3 separate regions of the Mus musculus genome follow, and regions 1 and 3 are each linked to region 2. Evidence: chromatin contacts called from public promoter capture Hi-C data. All regions are on one chromosome and are shown on one strand. Each heading gives the region's core, a stretch centred on a gene start, on an enhancer-like site or on the middle of the called end of the contact. The rest is flanking DNA. Distances are from core to core; before and after follow the strand shown.

What was found. Promoter capture Hi-C pulls out the DNA fragments that hold promoters and counts their contacts.
Region 1: a promoter capture Hi-C map of pre-B cells shows a contact between it and region 2, with 4 times the contacts expected there. The contact joins the promoter of Rbmx here to the promoter of Atp11c in region 2. A contact is called at or near these places in 5 of 39 promoter capture datasets (the C10 cell line, cranial neural crest, liver and 1 more) and 1 of 9 other capture datasets (liver).
Region 3: a promoter capture Hi-C map of pre-B cells shows a contact between it and region 2. The contact joins the promoter of Ints6l here to the promoter of Atp11c in region 2. A contact is called at or near these places in 3 of 39 promoter capture datasets (cranial neural crest, erythroid cells and pre-B cells).

What each region holds. Positions count from the first base shown.
Region 1 is chrX:57,391,495-57,394,499 of GRCm38.p6, forward strand. It overlaps Rbmx (RNA binding motif protein, X chromosome), which reads right to left and starts at 1,542. Exons shown (of 9, transcript NM_011252.4): 1 at 1,358-1,542; 2 at 73-204. The coding sequence starts at 181. It overlaps Snord61 (small nucleolar RNA, C/D box 61), which reads right to left and starts at 15; the gene lies at 1-15.
Region 2 is chrX:60,402,593-60,405,544 of GRCm38.p6, forward strand. It overlaps Atp11c (ATPase, class VI, type 11C), which reads right to left and starts at 1,413. Exons shown (of 30, transcript NM_001037863.2): 1 at 1,213-1,413. The coding sequence starts at 1,239.
Region 3 is chrX:56,452,899-56,456,092 of GRCm38.p6, forward strand. It overlaps Ints6l (integrator complex subunit 6 like), which reads left to right and starts at 1,941. Exons shown (of 17, transcript NM_172779.4): 1 at 1,941-2,418; 2 at 2,551-2,628. The coding sequence starts at 2,308.

The DNA.
Region 1 (3,005 bases), core at 292-2,791, 3.0 Mb before region 2:
TCAGTGGATTCAAATTCATCACAGCTTGTCTTTTAATTTTATTAATATATCATACGATTTTAGATAACTCACCTTCCACTATTCGTCCATATTTGCCAAACACTGCCTCAAGGGCTTTCTCATTCGTCTCTGTATTAAGCCCACCAATAAAGAGCTTTCCTGGGCGATCTGCTTCAACCATTTTTCCTCTTAACCGATGGGGGTCTGCTGAAAAATGGTATTATTATCTCTCTGTAGAAAGTCCCCAAAGTTTATTGAACAGCTTAATTATGGCTCATGTTTTGTTAAAATCTTTATTCTTTAGTAACTAAAGATACCAATAAACCTCAAGTGTGGTAGAAAATCAATTGAAATACTTTGGCTAACAGTGCAGCGCAATTTTCATTAACAGGGTTAAAAGGGCCTGCCTAATTTACCATCTTCATCTGCCCTGCTTTTAGTCAATGAAGAGCTACTCAACACTTAAAAAGGCTACTTTTAAATGTATTTTACTTTTAATATAAGATTGCAACCTTAGAGTGCAGGAATTAACAGAAGGGGGCCACCACACCTGGCTATGGTCTTGATCTCTTATCTTTAAAACATTCCGTTACCTATCAACCTACTTGCTATCCGCCCCACCGCCCCCAACCCGAAGCCAAAGGTATAAAAGACTTCCTATTCATTCAAGGTCACCAGCCAGACACACCAAGTAAGGAGCAAGCCCTTTCCACATTTAGATTCCCTAGTTAAGTTTAGGGACAAATCTCTACCTTAGGACAAAGTCGCTGCATCTAGCCCAACGAAAGATTGTTAGTTATCCGATCGAAAAGAAAAAGTGCCAGAGTCCGAAGATAACGGAACTCAGAATCACACACTCTTAACACTCTTTTCCAGTCCTGACACCTAATTAAGACTCATTAAAAACCGCGTGTTAAAGACAAAATGGCGACACTTGGAACGAACCCAGAACCACCAACAGCCTCCGGACGAACTAACTTTTGCATTGACAGTTGCAGCGAAAACTCAGAAAGCTTCCTCTCCTTGCCGCCAAGGACCAGAGGAAGCCTCAGAAGTCCACCAGCCTATCATTAGCACGGACGCTATTCTGGTGTTACTCCCGCGGTCCCAGCACGTCCCGCCCCACCTACAAAGCTGCGCCCTCCGCCCTCCCGCGACAGGGGACAGCCAAACCTCCGGGAGACGCACTCAGATAACTGACCCCATAATGTGCTGCTTCCACCCCTTCTGCTTTAAATAGGTTGACACCTTTGGGTGTCTTAAAATGGCGCCCGCCGCCACTATCTCCCGGGAAACAAATGACATCCAGCTCTAACAAGTCTGTATGGAAAACAGGCCAAGGAAAGGAAAGTCCTACCCGAGGGGACTGCGACGGTCTCAAGCTCCTCTGAGCTCGCCGACCGGACCTCCCGAGCAGCGCCGCACCAGTGACAGCTACCGATTTTCAGAACGGAACAGAAATGACGCTAGGACGACTGCGCAACGAGGGCGAACAAAGGAGACTGCAATCTTTATACTACCCGGGAACGAGGCTGAAGAACCCGGATGGAAATTAAGCTTAGAATTTGAAGCACGAAGGGAGGGGAGGGAGTGGTTCCCAGATTCTTCATTGGCTGTTCCCTTTGTCATTCACTAGTCACTCCGCCTCTTTCCTGTGTCTCTTAAAGTTCTGGCCGGTGCCGGATTTTAACCGTTTGCCCTGCCCCCATCCATTCTCCTCCAAGGCGCCTTTTAGCTTCGCTAAATATGCTAAAACACTGGACGGGATTTATTGACTAGAGAAGTAAATTTATTGAGCAACCTATTAGGTCAAACAAGGCGCAAAACTTTTACTTTTGCATGAAAATCCTAATTCCAAAAGCAATGTGAAAAAACGGTAGAATGCCAACGTTATAGAAATAAGAAACAAAGAAGTTTCGTTGATACTCAATAACTGGCTAAATTTTCTTGAGCAATAAGTAATACATTGGAAGAATCTGTTAAGTAAGTGTTAAGTGAAAACAGAACTTGATGACATTACAAAAATATCATTCATATAGAACGATTACTGAGTACCTACTTGATTTCTGTGCAAGTGAGACCAGAGTCAGGTGCCTCGGGGTTAAGACTGTCAAACAAAAATCCCTGACGATAGTTGGGAGTGCTTACCCACACATTTCATCCCAGTATTTGGGACGCTGAAGTAGGGCAGTTACGCGTTTCAGCACAGACTGGCTTTGTTAGAGTCTGTCTCAAACACCAAACCAAACAAAAAAAAAAAAATGCTACCAAGCATGCTTGAACTTTAAGTGAGCATTCTTAATTTGTTTTGTGTTTTGAGACAGTACCAGTCAGGCTGAGAGTGGTCTTGGAATTCACAGCTCTGATCCTGCCTCAGATTTCCAAGTGCTGGAATTACAGGCATGAGCTACCAGACCAGGTTCTGCATTCTAAATTTTTATCTGCTTGTGAAAGAAAAATAACAATTTAACCTAGAGGGGATTTTCTTTTCATTTCTTTTCTTTCCTTTTTCCTTTTTTCTTTTTCTGTTCCTGTCTGGCTGTCCTACAACTTGCTCTGCAGACCAGGCTGGAGATCCCTGTCTTTGCCTCCCAAGAAAAACGATTTTAGATACCAGCCTTTTATACTATGGATCATATTTCCTCATATGGGGTGATAGAATTGAATGTGGGCATAGTAGTAAAAGTGGCAATAATAAAAGGTTTCTGATACATAACAAAAATTCAATTCAAAATCAAATATATATGAGATATGTGGAAAGATTTATTAGAATGACTTACAGACTGTGGACCAGGTAATGCGACAATGACTGACTATGAACCCAGAAGTTCCTCAGTCCACGAGGCTGGATGTAGAGGCTGGTCTTCAGTAGATGCTAGAATCCCTAAAAAGTAGGCTCTAATGCCAGTGAAGGAATGCACTTGCTAGCAAGGTGAGAGCAAGCAGGCAAAAAGCAAAGGCTTTCTTATTCCAAGCCCTTATCTAGGACTTGGAAAGTATAGCAC
Region 2 (2,952 bases), core at 163-2,662:
TATCCTAAAAGGGGATGCCTTAAGTGTGATTAAGCAGGGGACATTTGTGAAAGTTTCAGATATGGGGGGTGGGAAATGACAGCAAATTGTTCTGACCTATGAAAAATATGTCAGCAATGATTTAATTAGAAATGACTCCACAAAGTTACCAAATTGTCAAGTCCTTAAGTCTATCCTAAGACGGAATGGGGAAGCATTCTGCATTCTCCCCCTTAACTACAGGGAAAAAAATAAAAATTTTAGGATGATGGCTTTCTTTAATATCCGTGGCAGAAATAAAATCCTATTCCCTGACACCTCTTCTGGAAATTAGGGGAGTTGCTACAAACATCCTTTAAGTAAACTGCTCTACTTTACTCAGTTCTTAACATACCCTCTGAGTAAACAGGTTAATCCAAAAAGTCAATAGCAGCCAGAAATCGCTCCCTCCCAATCCCGTGCCACACTCCCCACAGAAATACAATTCCCTTTTCTGGGGGGCTTTAGAGGCGTGGAGAAGGTGGTCGGAGGAGTTCAGCTGCCGGGTGGATTCCAAGCCTGGAGCAGAGGGTGCTGCTCTGCGAGGCTTGAGCCCCAGGGTCTGTAAAGCTGGAACAGGCTCCCGCCGTCGCTGCTGGCCCCAGCCCATCGTGCCCACAGCCCTCGCTCTTTCTGTCACCCTCAAGGTGAGCTTGGAGGCTGAGTCCTCAAAGTTTGCCCAGTCTCTGGTCATCGGCCATGGCCCGGGCGAGGCTGAGCCCTGGTTTAGCCTCCGCTTCTCTCAGCCCCCTAGCTCTTCTTTTGGGCCACAGTGACAGGTCTAGGTTTACCTCCACGTGCTCGTGGCAGAGGAAACAAAAGAAAGCTTCCTCCCCGATAATTCAACGCCATCTTCCACTAATTGGGAAACTGAGCCCCCCGCCCCGGGGAGCCCCCCGCCCCGAGTTCCGCGCGTCTGTCACTCCGAGGCGATTCCCCAGGCTGGAGGCAGAGTTCCTCAGAGCCTCGGGGAACCTCAGCTGAAATGTCCCGGGGCAGGGGTGGGACGCCCGAGAGCCCCACCTGCCTCCCCACCCAGGCCACCCGGGGCGCCGGGTTTCCGCTAAAACGCAGAGGCGGGGGAGGGGGCTGGCGCGTCCCGCTCGTCCCCTCGCCCAGAGACTGCGAAGGAGCGGCGGGGGGCCAGCGAGCGGGCCACCGGGGTACGCGTGGAGCCGCGGCCAGTGTACTCACCAAACGGTTGAGGGTCCGGCGGAACATCGCGTCCGAGGCTGCGGGGTGCCAGGCTGGGCTCCGCTGGGCTGTCTGGGAAGGCGCCGTCCACAAAACACACTGCGGCGTGGGCCCGCGGCGCAAAGCGGACAGCTAGCTCGCCTGCCCTGTCGCCAGCCCGCTGCCGCCTGCCCTCCTGCCGCCTGCCCTCCTCGCCTCTGCGCGCCCCCGCCCCCGGCCGCCCAACCGCCCGCCCGCCCGCGCGCTCGCCGCCCCGCCCCGCCCCGCCCTCCCCGCGACCCGCCCCCAGCCCCGGCCCGCCCGCCTCGGGGGCGGCGGCCCCGTCGCTCCCCTTATCTGGCCCCAGCACCGCCCCGCGCTCCCGCCGCAGCCCGCCTCGCAGCGAGCCCGGCGCGCGGGGGAGGGATGGCGGACCGGCCGCTGCTCAGCCTGGCTCCCCGTCAGCGCCCGCCTCGGCACCCCGCGCCTCACGCTCGTCCTGCCGCTAAGCCCCCGGCCGAGTCCCCACTCGCCCGCTTCAGCGGTCGCCCGTCTCGGGCGTCCCCGCGCCTCGCCTGGCAGGACTCCCAGGGGTCTGTGAGGAGCCACGGTCTCCCTCACCCCGGCCCTAACTCGTCCGTTGGCGCCGCTTCGCTCGCAGTCCTTCCTCGGCCCCGCGCTTTCGCCCGCCCAGCACTTCTGGCTGAGGAGAGCCTCGGTGCGGCCCGCCTCGAGGCTTCCAGGCGTGCCCGCTTCCTGCCCGGGAGTGGCCGCTCTCTGAGGGACGACTCGGGACGAGCCGGGGACTAAGGGGACCCTGGCGCGGGCGGGCGGGCGCGGCGCGGGCGGCTGGAGTAGTTACAAAAGCCGCCCCCTCCAGGCGTCCCTCTTGGGTCCCACCTAAGCCGTCTTCACCTCGCAGTTGGGGTTGGGGCTTTGGGGCTTTGCGTTCCCTGTCGTCTGACTACCCCACCTAAGCCCGCTTACTTCCACTTTCTCTAGGAGGTTGTAAAGTCGGGCTTTGTGTCGTTGGTGCTGCGCAGCGGGGCGGGATTTCCCTGCCACCCTCTCCTTGATCGCCCGCCCTTTTCCACGCTCCTGGGGCACCCTGGGAGTTGTAGTCCAAGGGTTCGCTTGGACTGATATTGTGGGCTGGGAGCTCCCCCATATGCACGGCTCCAGTCAGTTCACAGGGTTGCAGAGGGAAGCTGCCCGAGGTTCTCCCTACCAGCTGCGTGCAGAAATCAGAAACACTGGGTAGATTCTTAGCTGTGGGAAATGTGATGAGGATAAATTACATAAAGCCCCGAATGCTGAAAGACTTTCCCAGAACTCAACATTTACGCCACAAGAAATCTTGCACGCCCTCAACTTGCTAACTTAACATTTGCATTTACAAAAGTTTAAAACTTAAAAATGAAAGCTTGGTCAAGTATTCCCTTGAACCTGGACAGTTCTCTCTGCTCCCACCCTTTTTTTCCACTACCTTCTGAGACCCGGCCCTAGGCTGTGAGCTGAGAACTTTCAAATTCTTCTATAAACATGTTGAAGAAGTAGGTAAAGGGAGCTCTTCTCTACGGAGAGGCGAGTTCTCTCAACAACCTGGAAAGGTTGGGCTCAGCTATTCCCTCGACCTAATGTGAACTCCTGAAGGGCTTTTATTGTGAGGCGGCTAGGGCACTACCACATTTTACCCCTTGAAGGATAGTTTGATTTCAGCATTTACTTGGGTGTTTTTTTTTTATTTGTGTGTTTGTTTGT
Region 3 (3,194 bases), core at 691-3,190, 3.9 Mb before region 2:
GCAGCCTTCCTGAGCTTTACCGAGCTGATTCTTTCCCAGTTGAGCTCCCAGATGAAAAATGTGGCCTAGCCATTTCCCTGACCACAGCTTTGTGAGATGGAGCAGGGAATCCAGCTAATCAGAGCAGGAGATAACATTTAAGTACGTGCTAAGCTGCTGAATTTGTGATAATTTGCTACAAAGCAATACAAAAAACTACCACACAGGTACCCATTGGTCATAAACTTTTATTTAGTCCATGCATATACGATCTTTCTTCAGTAATATTTAATGATTTATTTTTATTTTTAATTATATGCATTTGTGTGTCTATCTGTGGGTTTGTGCACATGTTCATAGTACCCACAGAGGCCAGAAGGCATTGGATCCCCTGGACCTGGATTTCCAGGAAGTTTGACGCCTTCTAAGTGAGTGCTAGGAACCAAACTCAGTGTCTTCTGCAAGAGCAGTGAGTACTCCTATCCAAAGACCAATGCTCCTAGCCCCTTCACCACTAATATTTAAGACAGAAATGGGGAAGTTTGATGTCTTTCCATCTTTAATTCCCAAGTCATTCTATATATTTCAGTAAGCTGGTCTTCATCACACATAGAGTGGTCTCTGGCGGACTCTTGTTCACACCATTCCTCCTAAGCCAGATTCCCTCTTTTACACCTTGTTCTTTGCCCATGAAATCTTCTGAACTTCTAGACCACAGGCAAGTGCTGCCTCGCTGTTTTTACTTGCATCACCATTTTTGGTCTTATTTCTGAGAAAACATAATATATATCAATCATGTAGAACATATACACAGGATATCTACAAACAATATAGAAAACATTTGCAGATATATATGTGATCTTCACATTGTATTAAAATTGTATACTCATTGAAGCTCAAGAGTCTAACTTGTGTACAGCACATTGCTAGAAATACTCTGTATCATTATCATCATTATCGCCATCATCAGTGTTGTAGGAGACTCAAACTCAGCGCCTCACAGGAGCTGGGCAAACATCGTACTCCTATGCTGCAACACTACCTCATACTCTATATTAAAAATAATGTCACAGTAGTTGGCATAGCACACGCTTGTAGGATATGCTGAGGAGTTCAGGACCAGCCTGAGATACAAGTTTAAAAATTGAGTCATATGCAGTGGAAAGCCAAGTATAGTTGACCAGTTACCAAGTACTTACATGGAGCCAGCATTGGCAACTTCCCTCTACTGAAAATTAAATTTCAGTACCATCGACCCTACATATTTCAATGATTGAACGCCTACTTCAGGTGCCTAGCACTTTTGTGGACGTTCAATGAACCTGAGTTGAAGCAGGATATCAGCCATGGATAAAGGCCGCACAGTCCCCACAGGAGTTTAAGTATCACAGGCTGGTCAATGTTTCAAAGCCTGAGAGAGCCTGTCCTTACAAAAGGACAGCTTAGGGTAACGTTTCCGCGGCAGCTTCCTTTTTAAGTAGCTGAACCAACCAAGAAAACGACATGTAAACACTGATCAGGAAGAGGGACTAATCTAAGGGAATTTGAGCAAGTCTGGCTAGGAAAGAAGTTTGCTGCTACTGAAATGTTTTGGTCTTAGCCACTGGCAGGATTGATTGATTGTAGTTATGTTTTGTGTGAAGCCTGCCTAAACATCTGTTTCTATGCAACTGTTGCCCAATTCTCCTTTCCTTTCGAATTACCATCTTTGAAGCACGAAAGAAAATCCATCCAAACGACCAAACAAATTACCCTAAAGGCTTCTAAATCCTTTAAAGGAGAATCTGAGCTTGAAGAAGGTCCTTTACTCCCCCGCCCCTTACCTCCAGCATGGGTTCCAAACTACAACCCTCAAGCTTGGCCCAAGTCCCTCCCTTTACCCAGTCATCTAATGAATATGTAAATTAAACATAATTGGCAGCCAATGGCGTGTGTTCTAGTCACATGGTGCTGATGGTAGGTGAGCAGACAGAAGTTGTGTCAGTGAACAGAGAGGGCTCTCAGTCTGGGGCGAGCGCTCTAGTGAGCGTGGACGGATGCTTAGGCAGTAGTCCTGGCAGCGGCAGCGGCGGCGGGCAGTAGTGGTGGCAGAAGAGGGGAAGAGAGACGGCCCGGAGACCGACACACTCACACTTTCAAGTTCCCTTGGAGGGAGAGGAGTTGGGGCTGCAGAAAGAGGCCAGGAGCGGTCCCATCTATCCCATCCCGTTTCCCACTTTTCCTCTTGCTCCCTGGCTCTGCGAGAGTTCAGGATTTGGGTAGCCATACGTGGCATTGAGGGAAAAGGGACTGGGAGAGTGGGGACCAGAACCAGGGGTGTAGTGGAAGATGCCCATCCTGCTGTTCCTCATAGATACGTCCGCCTCCATGAACCAGCGCACTGACCTGGGCACCTCCTATTTGGACATTGCTAAAGGCGCTGTGGAGTTATTCTTGAAGGTAAAAGGAGGGGAAAGGAGATGAAGGGGTCGCTTCTGTGGGATGGGTGGGTTGGACTGAGGTGCTTCTGTAACGTTTGTATCGCTTCCCCTCGTTTCCTACGCGACCCCCCCGTCATCCCTCGCCCCGCAGCTGCGCGCCCGGGACCCAGCCAGCCGCGGAGACAGGTACATGCTGGTCACCTACGATGAGCCTCCCTACTGCATCAAGGTAAACAGGCCAGCGGGGGAGCGGTGGGCGGGAAGAGCGTGCGCGTCCACTAGCCTGGGGCTGCTGATCCCTTTTGCCTCCACCCGTGGCGATCCTGCGTCGCCCTGCGGGACGGGCTGCAGTGAGGAGCGCCGAAGGGCAGGAGGAGCAGGGCGGGTGGCGGCGGTCGGGGGTCGCAGAGAGGGGCCCGGAGATGAGCAGCCGGTGTAGAGAAGGCACTGGAGGGCCGAGTTCCTAGCACGGCTGCAGCAATCGCCTCCGAAGATGGCGGACATTTTGCTTTTGTATGAGGCAGCCAGAGGCAGGGTGAGGGCGCTGCTGAGATGGAAAGGAGGGAGGGGAGGAGGCCGAGGAAGGAGGGCTCGAGGCCCATGGTGAGGCTGCGGCCCCTTCGCCTGGGACTCCGCCCCGATGTTCTCTTAGCCCCGCGCGGGCTTTGCTGCCGCCCGAGCTCCTCCTCTGGTCCCTCCTTCCATCCCTCGGCCCGCCCCGCCTGGGCTTCCTCTCCCTCCTCCCGCTCCGGTCCGTTTCTCCTTCACCGCATCTTCCCCTCCTCTTCCTGCCAA